Linked DNA regions of Mus musculus: region 1 is linked to region 2. The links are chromatin contacts, called in public Hi-C maps. All regions are on one chromosome and are shown on one strand. The core of a region is the stretch at or near the end of the contact, and the rest is flanking DNA. Distances in the headings are between cores, read along the strand shown. Region 1 overlaps Gm11515 (a long non-coding RNA gene). Region 2 holds the start of Itga3 (integrin alpha 3).

The links. Hi-C and Micro-C count contacts between places; a contact is called where the count stands out from the background.
Region 1: a Hi-C map of bone marrow-derived macrophages shows a contact between it and region 2, with 38 read pairs. The contact joins the enhancer-like site here to the promoter of Itga3 in region 2. A contact is called at or near these places in 16 of 39 promoter capture datasets (the 3T3-L1 cell line, 3T3-L1-derived adipocytes, the C10 cell line and 10 more), 1 of 15 datasets of contacts at CTCF or cohesin (the NIH/3T3 cell line), 5 of 484 Hi-C or Micro-C datasets (the HPC-7 cell line, Th1 cells, bone marrow-derived macrophages and 2 more), 24 of 115 datasets of contacts at active chromatin or transcription factors (VIP interneurons, bone marrow-derived macrophages, craniofacial prominence and 15 more) and 4 of 9 other capture datasets (adipose tissue, embryonic stem cells, liver and 1 more).

Annotation. Positions count from the first base shown.
Region 1 is chr11:95,235,433-95,240,241 of GRCm38.p6, reverse strand. All of the region lies in intron 1 of Gm11515 (a long non-coding RNA gene), which reads left to right. Among named protein-coding and RNA genes, the nearest start is that of Gm11515, 22 kb to the left of the region's middle. Within about 2 kb of position 1,556, at least 13 of the 459 cell types and tissues checked have an H3K27ac peak or open chromatin away from gene starts, as enhancers often do. A contact at or near this core is called in bone marrow-derived macrophages and trophoblast stem cells, where this site is marked.
Region 2 is chr11:95,075,316-95,080,743 of GRCm38.p6, reverse strand. Itga3 (integrin alpha 3) reads left to right here and starts at 4,030. Exons shown (of 26, transcript NM_013565.3): 1 at 4,030-4,613. The coding sequence starts at 4,408.

The DNA.
Region 1 (4,809 bases), core at 307-2,806, 160 kb before region 2:
CAAGAGATTAGGTGCCCTGAATTTCTGAGAGCGAGGTACAGACACCCTGAAATGAAGAGGTGCTTCTGAGCTAGACAGAACATCTGGGTCTCCTGGAATCCTATAGCACCCAGGAGTCTGAGGCAGGAGGACTGTGAGTGAATTCAGGGCCAGCCTGAACAAATCGCAAGGTCCTAACTCCATACTTCCCCCTGCCCATCTCTCCTGCTCCATCAATAAATGAAAGAGAGAATAGCAAAAGGAAAGGAGATTGAGAAAGAGGACAGTCTTGAGCCAGGACCCGAGCAGCTGCCCGAAGGCCACCAGGGCATAAGAACGACCTGTTCTTCTAAAACCAGCTTTGTGGATCTCTGGTACTTCTAAGGGGCCTCTCTGGACTCTGGAGCCCAGGCCCTTGCAACGTCATTCCTTGCTAGCTTTCTCTTCCTGCCTTAGTTTCCCACTGGTGTTTTGGGCAGACTTGCTATTTGAAAGCTCAAGGAACATGTCAAGGGGTCTCTGTGGTGTTCCCCCCAGAACACTCAGCCTTTTCTTTTGTTGCTGTGTTTTTAAAAGTTATTTATTTATTCTTGTGTGTGTGTGAGTGTGGGTGTGCAAGCCACGGAGAACACATGGCTCTCAGAGGAGACCTTTCTGGAGCCATTCCACCTTTACGTGGGTTTCAGGGAATTGAACTCAAGGTTGTAAGGCTTGTTACGCAAGCGCGTTAGAGGCCAAGCCACCTCTCCGGCCCCTATTATTTTTTATTTTTAACATGTATTTATTTAGTGAGCGTGGAGCGGGCATGCTACAGCGTACCTATGGAAGATAGAAGATAACTTCCAGGAGTCTGCTTTTTCCTTCTACCATGCGGGTCTCCTGGGGATGGAACTCAAGCCTGCTGAGTTGGCAGGCAGGTCTTTTCTTAGTGAGCTGTCGAACAAGACTCCATCTTATTGGTTGAGCCTGGGTCTCACACAACCTCTGGCTGACCTGGAAGTCACTGTGTGGCTCAGGCTAGCCTCTGGCTGACCTGGAAGTCACTGTACGGCTCAGGCTAGCCTCCAATTCCCTAGTAAATGAAGATGGCCTTGGACTTAGGATCCTCCTGCTTCTATCTTCTGGATCCTAGGATGCAGGCCCGAGCCACCCTGAGTGGCTGCCATCCAGCTTTTGAGATGGAGGCATGGTCTTCAGCACAGCTGAAGGATGGGGGGGTCAACTAGAGCCCCCATATCTAGATCCATCTCCCTTCGGGTCCTACTTGTCACTGAGACAAGAGGATGACAGAAATGTTTTATTGTTTGTTTGTTTGTTCATTTTCAAGACAGAGTTTCTCTGGCTATCCTGGAACTCGCTCTGTAGACCAGGCTGGCCTTCAACTGAGAGATCCACCTGCCTCTGCCTCCTGAGTGCTGGGATTTAAAGGCGTAAAGGAAGATTTAGTGTGTCTTAGGATTTCAGTTCACCACTGGGTAAGGGAAGTGTCCGGACTCCCTTCACGGCAGGCAGCAGGCAGCGGGAGTGTGAGGCAGAGCTGTTTACACAATGGCAGATCAGGAAGTGGAGAGAGAAGCCAGACCAGGGGCTGAGTATGACCTTCAAAGCCTGCCTCTGGTGACCTCATTTCCCCTTCTCCTAAATAGTCTCCAGATTCAGATTCAAACAACAACCCGCTCTCTGTCTCCCCAGACCCTAGAAGTCACAGACAGACAGACACTCCTCAGCAGAGAGGGAGAATGGGGCTTGGTGGGGGAAGGGCGCACTGTAGTAGAAAGAACTCCTAGGTCATCCCTGGTCCAGTACTAGAGGGATGCTGTGGGAGAGATTGGAGGGGTGGGGGCAGAGACTTTTGGGGTTTCAGTGACTCACGCATTCCCAGTGTGCTTTTAGGGCTGCCTAGAGCCTCTCACATCAGGCCGGTGGATGGAGAAGGACTCCAGGCTCTCCCTCCTCCCACATCTCAGAGGGTCACAGAGTGTGCACCTGATCGCAGGGTTCCTGATTGGATGTAGAAGGAGGTGATCCGATGGCCCGGCATGAGCAGATCCAGAATAAAACTCTGGTGGCAGATTCCTGCCCCACTCCCTCCTTGGTAGAAGGTCAAGGAGCTACAGGGCCAGAGCAGACTCGTTTCACTCCCTCAAGAGTGTGGGCAGCCAGTTGTCAAATATACAAGCTATCCTGCTGAGCAGCGGTGCTGGAAACTGTATTTGAAACTGACGGACACAGTCGTGTCTCTGGCAAGGATGCTCTTCAGTTTGTACACGCAGACTCCGTCCCCATTTGGAGTTTCTCAATGAGCCGCAGGCAGGAACTGGATAAGCATACCTCCCACTGGAAGCAAACAAAACCAGAGTAGCCATACCTGAGGCTCCGGTTGGTGTGGCTGTCTGTACCTCAGCCTGAGCTCCATACCCTGTTCCCACCTCACCCCCATGCCTCATTCTTTACCAAATTCCCAAGAGAGTTTGGTCTCCTGGGAGACCATCCTGGGCAACCGTGTCTGCTTCGGACCAAGGGGCTAGGGCCAGGGGAGATCGGACAATAGGACTCAGGCTAAAATCCCAGACTCAGACCAAGCCTGTGCAGGCGGGCTCAATACTCCTGACGAGAAGTCTCATCAGGTGCAACTACCCTCTTTCTCCCTGAGACTGTGCCCAGCAGGAACAGCCAGTGACTCTAGGGGCTGCGAGAGGTGGGCCTCAGGCAGAGATGCCTCTCCGTGGGCCATGGGAGACAGGTATGGGGGACTTTTGATCTGGTTCTAGCCACCCCAAAAATTCAAATGTCAACAGGAGCCCTACTGGTGACTAGCCTTTCAGTCTGAAGCATGCTCCTCCCCAGGATAGTTCTTGCAGGAGACCCCTCCCCCACCTGGCCACTAAACAACCTAACACCAAGTTGCCACCTGAGACATCTCTCTCCTTCTCTTTCTGCTCAGTATTGTGCTGTTTCTGTGTGCAGGTCGGTGGTGCCTAGTAGGCTTTCCATCTGGGTGATCTCATTAAGTCTACTTAATTGTAGGTATCAGTAGTCCTCCAGTTTGGAGGCTCGAGGAGGAGCTTGAGGCTCAGGAAGATGGAGTAACTTAGCCAAAAATCATGTAGTTAGGCAGCTGATAGAGATAAGATTCAAATAGTCAGGTATCCAGTAGGGCAGAGAAGTGCTGTCGGTGGGGGAGCTGGCAGCTTGAGGAGACCTTGGATGTCTCAAGGACGAGCAAGCCTCAGCTTATTCTCATAGGTGTGAAACTTTTAAGCAGAAAAATTACACGGGGAGAGGAGATCAAAGAGCTAGACAGTCTGAATTTAAATCTTGTCTTCGATATCCAACTGTGTAACCTTAGGAAAGTTACTACACCTCTCTGTGTTTCATTCTCCCTTCTGTACAAAGATGGTAGAGGCAGTGTCTTCCTCTCAGGTTGGCTTGGAGGAGTGAGTTCATGATTCCCTAGACACTGGGCTGAGAGCAATGCTTGGGTACACACCAGTGCTGTGTGAGTTTGGACTAGTCCTGCTGCCTCATAGATGCCCCTCCATCTCCCTTCCTCACTACCTCCCCCATCCTCCTTGAGAAACAAGCAACCTGCCTCAAGTAAGGGCATGGCCTGTGGCCTGAGCTCACAGGGACCTGCATTGCTTGTATGCTGCTCTAATGTCACAGCTGCCTCCTGTCACTCTAGCTAGGGTTGGCAGGTCCCTGGTGGGTAAGAGGGACATGGATCAGAAGGAAGCCACACAGAAGTCTGAAAAAGCAATGTGACCTGGTGGACTACTTGCGTCTTCTTGCTTGCTGATGCCTGGGTATGGCTGAGGATGTAGCCAGAGACATTCAGCTTGAGAGAGTCCTCTGGGGACTGGCAGCATGGGCGAGCATGAGAGGGCTTAGGGGGATGGGCTGGTGAGGGCCAGCCTGGAAGGAGCAGAGATGTAAGATGTAGAAGCCAAGGGGTTTGGTAACCCAGGCAGGCCTTGTATCTGAGGCGATCCTCCTGCCTCAGCGTTCTGAGCGATGGGCATGCAGGAGTGTGTCTCTGCACCCCCCAACCCCCGCGTGTTTTCCCTCTGATAGTTGTTTCAGCCCAGTGCCTGGGCACAGAGGCTCTGAGTAACTCTCTCTCCACAAGCTGAGCTTAAGGCATATGGTCTGTGGTTTCTGCCAGTGTGCAGCTCCTAGAGACGGGACAGCGAGGAGTCTAATGGAGGCAGTGGGTGGAGACATCAGAGGACGTAGAGGGGGGACTCCAGTTAGCGCTCGGAGGATTCTACCGATGTACCTTGCCCTTTCGAGTGCCAGCACAGACTGGATCAGGGCAAGGGAGTTGCACTTCCTAGGGGCTTGGGAAATGTTTCTTTTTCCTTTAAGTGGATCGTCACTAACAATTATCCAGTGAAAGAGGCCCATGAAAAGTTCTAGGGATATCCCTTACACACTGTGCCTCCCACGAGCCACTAGCAGAAACACCCATCACCGGTTTTTTTTGCACCTTAGACTCTTTTGGTGCCAACAGATTTGATGTCAGTCCAAGCTGAAGGCTAAGCTTTGCCACTTATGAGGGGTGTGACTTGGGCCCATCCCCGAATCCCTGTGCCTCTGTTTCCTCACCTGTGAAATGGGGCTAATAGCACTTGCCTCATAGCGTTATTTGGAAAGTAGCCAGAAGGGTGCCTGGGCATAGAAACTGCTTTGTAGATGTTTGTGACATATGATAAAGAAATAAACACTTCAGAGCAATAATGTCTGTGATATCATGGTTTGGCATACACACGCCAATGCAGAGAGCTAAGGGTGAGGACATAACTCAGTTGATAGAGCATTTGCTAGCCT
Region 2 (5,428 bases), core at 2,781-5,280:
TGTGGCCCTGTAATTCCTGCAGCAGCTGACTGAGGCTGTGTTGTCATGCTGGTGCAAACACAGCAAGCGCCCCAAGAAGAACACGGAAGCCGCCTTCTGAGAATATTGACATTGTCATTGTTCCAGCTGGGAAAACTTTACCCCAACTTAAGCCAACTACTACATTTCTTCTTTTGAGGTCTCCCAGGCCTGTCTCTCCTTTCAGCTCCTCTTCCTTCTCCCGGAAGCCTCCTTGACTCCTACACAGAACACACAGCTTGCCTATTGGTGCAGTCACCTGCAAAAGCTGAAGGGATCTCATCAAAGGTTTCATTCAAACGTCAGGACGGGATGGGACCACTCAGGGACCAAGAGAGCATGGAAGGTTTAGTTGTTTACATAATGTCAGGTTCTGAGGTCAGCAGCTCCCAAATGACTTGGGAGCCAGGGAGGAGACTAACCTGGATTTTCACTGTGGTTGGGGGTGGTGGTGAAGGTTCACCCAGGGAGGGGCTCTGTGACCCTCCTTCCCTCAGACAATGAAGAGTAGCCCCATCCATTCTTGTGGGCTTGTCCAGGTGTGAGCCATTAGGGACAAGAACAGGGAGGGGCTAAAAGGCTACACTTCAAAAGCTGAGCAGAGGCCCAACATTTTCCACACATCCTGTGTTTCTAGGCTGATCCATTCTCCACGGGGAAGAGCTGGCAGTGTAGAGGCAACCAGAGGGGTGAGATGTGGCCCTTGAGATAAAACACTCAGTAACAAAGAGTTTCAGCCTTACAGCATGGAACTGGGAGTTCTTGCTCCAGATCTCCAGCCTTGACTTAGGCAGCCCATGTCTCCCTCCACCCCAGTCCATCCCCCATAGGTCTGCCTGACACTTCCCACATTCCTCAGGTAGGTCTGTCTTCTATGGCTCTCTCTGCTCTTGCTCCCACATTCCCTCTGGACACTCCTTTAGACTGGAAATGCCATCCCTCGTCCCTTTCCTGCTCCTGGTCCCCAGATCGGACATGCTGGTCCTTCCTGTTTGGGATGGTTTACTAGATAAGGCCTGGCGTGGAGCCCATCTGTCATCATCACATGACTCAAAGCTATTTTGGGCCAGAACCTTGCCTATACCAAGTGCCCACCCTGGCCCTCCTGGCTCTGGCTATCAACACTCCTCTAGGAATAGGGCCAAGAACCAAGGGAGCTATCCAGAAGGGCAAACGCAATGGCTCAACTTCCATCTAGCTTCCTGTTCCTTGACCCCAGATGTCTTTGGTAGCTCTAGCCCACAAGTCAAACCATGAGAGACACTGAGTGGCCCTGGAAGTCATAGCTCAGACTAATAGTGTTCCAAGGGCAGCCAGGGACAAGCGTCTGCTCTCAAATGCCACAGAGAAAACTGTTATCGCAGCTGCTCTTGTTTAGGTATGTCTGACTGTCTGAACAACATCTGCCTGGAGTTTGTCTCTTAAAGACACAGCTGTGGTCAGTGGGTACAGTCCCTGCTGTGCCTTACTCCCTTCCCATGAGCTGTGTGACTTTGGACATCCAGGTATACTCCTGAAGTGCTGCTCCCTCACGAGGCAAACAAGGTCGGCAGTCCTGACTTTCAGAGGGCACCCAGAAAGATGACGCGAGTCTGGACATTAAATGATTTGTAAGATGTGACGACGCCAAGCTTCAGAGGCCTGCACGTTAACCCCCACTTTCCCCATGGAGAAGACAGGAAACTGCTCAGCCTAGGCCCGTAGCTGGGGGATGGGAGCAAGGTGGGAGTCTGGGCAGATCCTAAAGCCACGCTCCTAACTTTACCTGGTTAAGGATGCTCGCTCCTCAGTAGCCAATATTCTGAGGCTGGCCTGAGCTACATGGCAGAAGTCATACCAGGCTGGCAAGATGCCTCAGCATATAAAGTGCTTGCTGTACAAGGCTGATGACCTGAGTTTGACCTCAGAAAGCATGTAAAAGTGGAAGAATCACCTAGCCCATGAGGTTGTCCTGACTTCCATATGCAGACTGAAGCATGTTCTATAGGCTGAGGGAGTGGTCTTTGCTGCCTATGGCTTACATCTCTGGGGGTTTTGGTATGTTTGTTGTTTTCCCCCCTCTGCCCAGAACACTACAATCTACTTTATCTCTTGGGACCGGTTCCATTCCTAAAGCAGACAAGCTTCTTATCGGGAGCTAAACAGCCGGGTAGTAAATATGCATTGGTTTGTACGCAAAGACAGAGGAACAAGGCTAGAAAGGTCATCAGATCTTCTGGTATTTGCAAAGCTAAAGGAAGATAGATTGTTTAGCAGTTACCATTTTAACCAGTTAGGCGGGGCATCTAGAATTTGCCAGGCCAAAAGGGAAGTAGAAAGTAATGGAAGAGGACACTCCCATAGGAGAGGCTCCGGTCACACCAAGTCTCAACAAAATCTGATTTGTCCTAAGGGTTAATCATTAGCATAATGGTTAAGAAGGGTTCTGGGGTTAGATACCGCACTATTAGAATCTTAGCTTTGTGGCTTTAGCCGAATAGCGTAACTTCCTTGAGCCTTGGTGTTCTCATCTTAAAAGCAGAGCTAATTCCCTGATGACTGGTGTAAGGATTTCATAATCGTAGACCCGCGCCTTCCGGTGGCTCACCTCTGCTTTCTCATCTTTCTATTTAACTCCAGGCTCATCTGGGCTGCTCCTGCATCAATGTGGCCACATGGGGCTGCAAAGATCTCAAACTTACTTTATGCAGGGAAAGCTGCTTGCTCCCCCTGGTCCCTCCAGGGCTGTGTCTGATGAAGAGACAGCTCTGCTCCCATATGTAAATAGAGAGACAGGTACAGACCTGGGTTTACATAGTGGTGGCAACGACAAACTGTCAGTAATTGTCATGAGCAAAAGGACATCCTGGTCTCTAAGGGCTGCACCTTTGAGTGTAAGAGATAAGATCAGCTGTGAGGAAATGATTGTACCTTCTAAGGTCACAATGTCTAGATAGGGAATCAGACACAGAATGAGCTGGTTCCTCAAACACCGGAGCAGAATCCCATTGGATGGGCTCATTTTCTGCTTTCCCTTTTCCTTAGACTGGTGGTTGTGTAGATGTGTGTGTATACACATATATACTTGTATACATGTATATTGCCTTGAAAAAGTAGTATTTGTAAAGCAGTTAGCATAGTGCCTGCTGCATGTGCTGTTCTTATTTAATTATAAAAACATGTAGAAAACGATGCTCAGGGAAAATGAGTCTTGTTCTGCATTAGGGGAAATCTGAGTTAGACCAAAACAACATTCCATACACTCTTGGAGTTCCCTAATTCTTCCTCGGATAGTGAGATCTTTGAGTCAAGCCCACCTGTCTCCACCCAGCATCACACCTGTGGGGGCTGAGGTCCCATTCACTGCTTCGAGACAAAGGCTGCCCTTTGCTAATTATTATTTCTGATGGGTTGTCATCACCACCACTAAATATCTGTCTGGCTTTGCGGAGGAGCCGCTTCCAGCAGGGAACAGGATGAGAGGAGGCGGGTGGGCAGGAGAAATACTCCTTCATACATAACATTGAGTGTACTTAGCACGAAGAAGTTAAGTCCGGAGACCCGCAGTCACCTCTTAGGGACTCACATCACTGCGGAGGTCCGCATTCCAGGCAGCCGAACACAGTCGACCGTTCTCCGAAGAGCCAACGCCTGGTTTGTCCAGCGGGGATCGCGGTGCTGGCGGTGCCTTGAACGGCCTTTCCAGTAGCAGCCGCCGCAAGCGCCAAGCAAATCCACCTCTGGCCCCGCCCGTCCAATCCGTCTTGTACCGAAGGCGACGCTCCTAGGAAGAAGCTCTCCGCTGGAAGGGGAAATCCGGGCTTTAAGGGTTCCCGACAGGTGTCTGAGAGAGAGGGCGGAGTCGCGATAGGAGAGATGGAGAGGGAGGGGCGGCGCTGCCCCTTTAAGAGGCGGCGGCCGAGCGGGGACCTTTTCTCTTTCCCCGGAAGGAAAGCGGAGCCCGGACTGGGCGCGCAAGGTGGGGAGGTGCGGGGCTGGGCGGTGGGGAGGCGGGGCGCGCTGGGGAGGATCCCTCCCTCCTGCCCTCCTGGTGATCGAGGGCTTGCCGTTCTAAATCCTCCACCTAGCCGAGGTCCAAAGAGCTAACACCTCCAAGGGGGCGCGGCCGGGACCATCTAGGGTGTGGGGTGCTCGGAGCTCGGAACGGTGACCCGTCCACCGAACCAACGTGAGAGTAGATCCACGGATCTGGAAAACGGATTGGAAAAGCACCCGGAGCAGACGTGAAAGTGACCCGGACTAGGGTAAAAAATTGCCTGACTACCGGTGCAGCGGCTCTGCGGGCTCGGGTGTCCTCTGGTGGCGCCTGGAGCAGGTGAACCGTTCATCACTCCCGGTGCTGAGCCCTCTAGCGATTTCGCCCGGCCCCTTACGGCCCGGCCCGCAGCCATGGGCCCCGGCCCCTGCCGCGTGCCCCGCGCCCCTGGCTGGCTGCTCCGCGCTCTGGCCTTGATGGTGGCGGCTTGCGGCCGGGTCGCCTTCGCCTTCAACCTGGACACCCGATTCCTGGTGGTGAAGGAGGCGGTGAACCCCGGTAGCCTCTTCGGCTACTCGGTCGCCCTCCATCGGCAGACTGAGCGACAACAGCGCTACCTGTAAGTCAGCCTGGCGGCGGTGAGGTGGGGTGCAGAGAGAGGGGTATGTGCGCGGATACCTGACCTAAGCTAAACTGGAGCCCTGGGCCCGCTGACTTCCAGGCCTGCTGCTGCTGGCCTTTCCTTGTGAGCCAGGATTAAGAGGGCGGGTAAGACGGCAGTTCTCCGATTGTGGGGCTTGGCGGCAAGTGGAGGAAGGGGGTGGGGGGAGGGGGGCAGTAATCATGGCAAGTGCTGACCTGGCCAGAACCTGTCTAGACGCGACCGCTCCACATTTCAGACATCTTCGGAAGTAGGGTCTTTGTTGCCCAGCACCCTGAGAATCCAGTACCTAACATTAGCTTCTTTCCCGGGCTAGGAGAACTCTGTATATTAAACACCTATTACATCGCTCTTCCCCTCCTCCTTGAAGAGAACCGAGAATATATGCGTTCAAATCCCTATTAGCCCTCTCATTTAGCCTGTGGCCAGAGCAGCCACGCCCTCTGCAGAACCAGGCTGGACCACACTTCTCAAGGGCTTGGCATTGCAGAGTGAGGTGATGAAGAGGCTGGGCATTCGGAGCTGTCCAGAGACTTCCTCTTGCCCCTAGAGGAACGGACAGTAGAAGACAGAGGAGGCGCTGTCTTCTACTCTGAGGCCAGAGCCCACCCGGAAGCAGTGGGGGTACTCCCACCAGACATCTCCCTGCATTCCACAGATTCATGTTGAATCAGCAGCCCTGAGTGTGTTTGTTTTGGTTTGAAGAGGGGAATGGTGTTTTCTCTTTTCTTCTGCTCTTTGCAACAGCTGCAAGAAGCGGGAAGAGCCCAGCA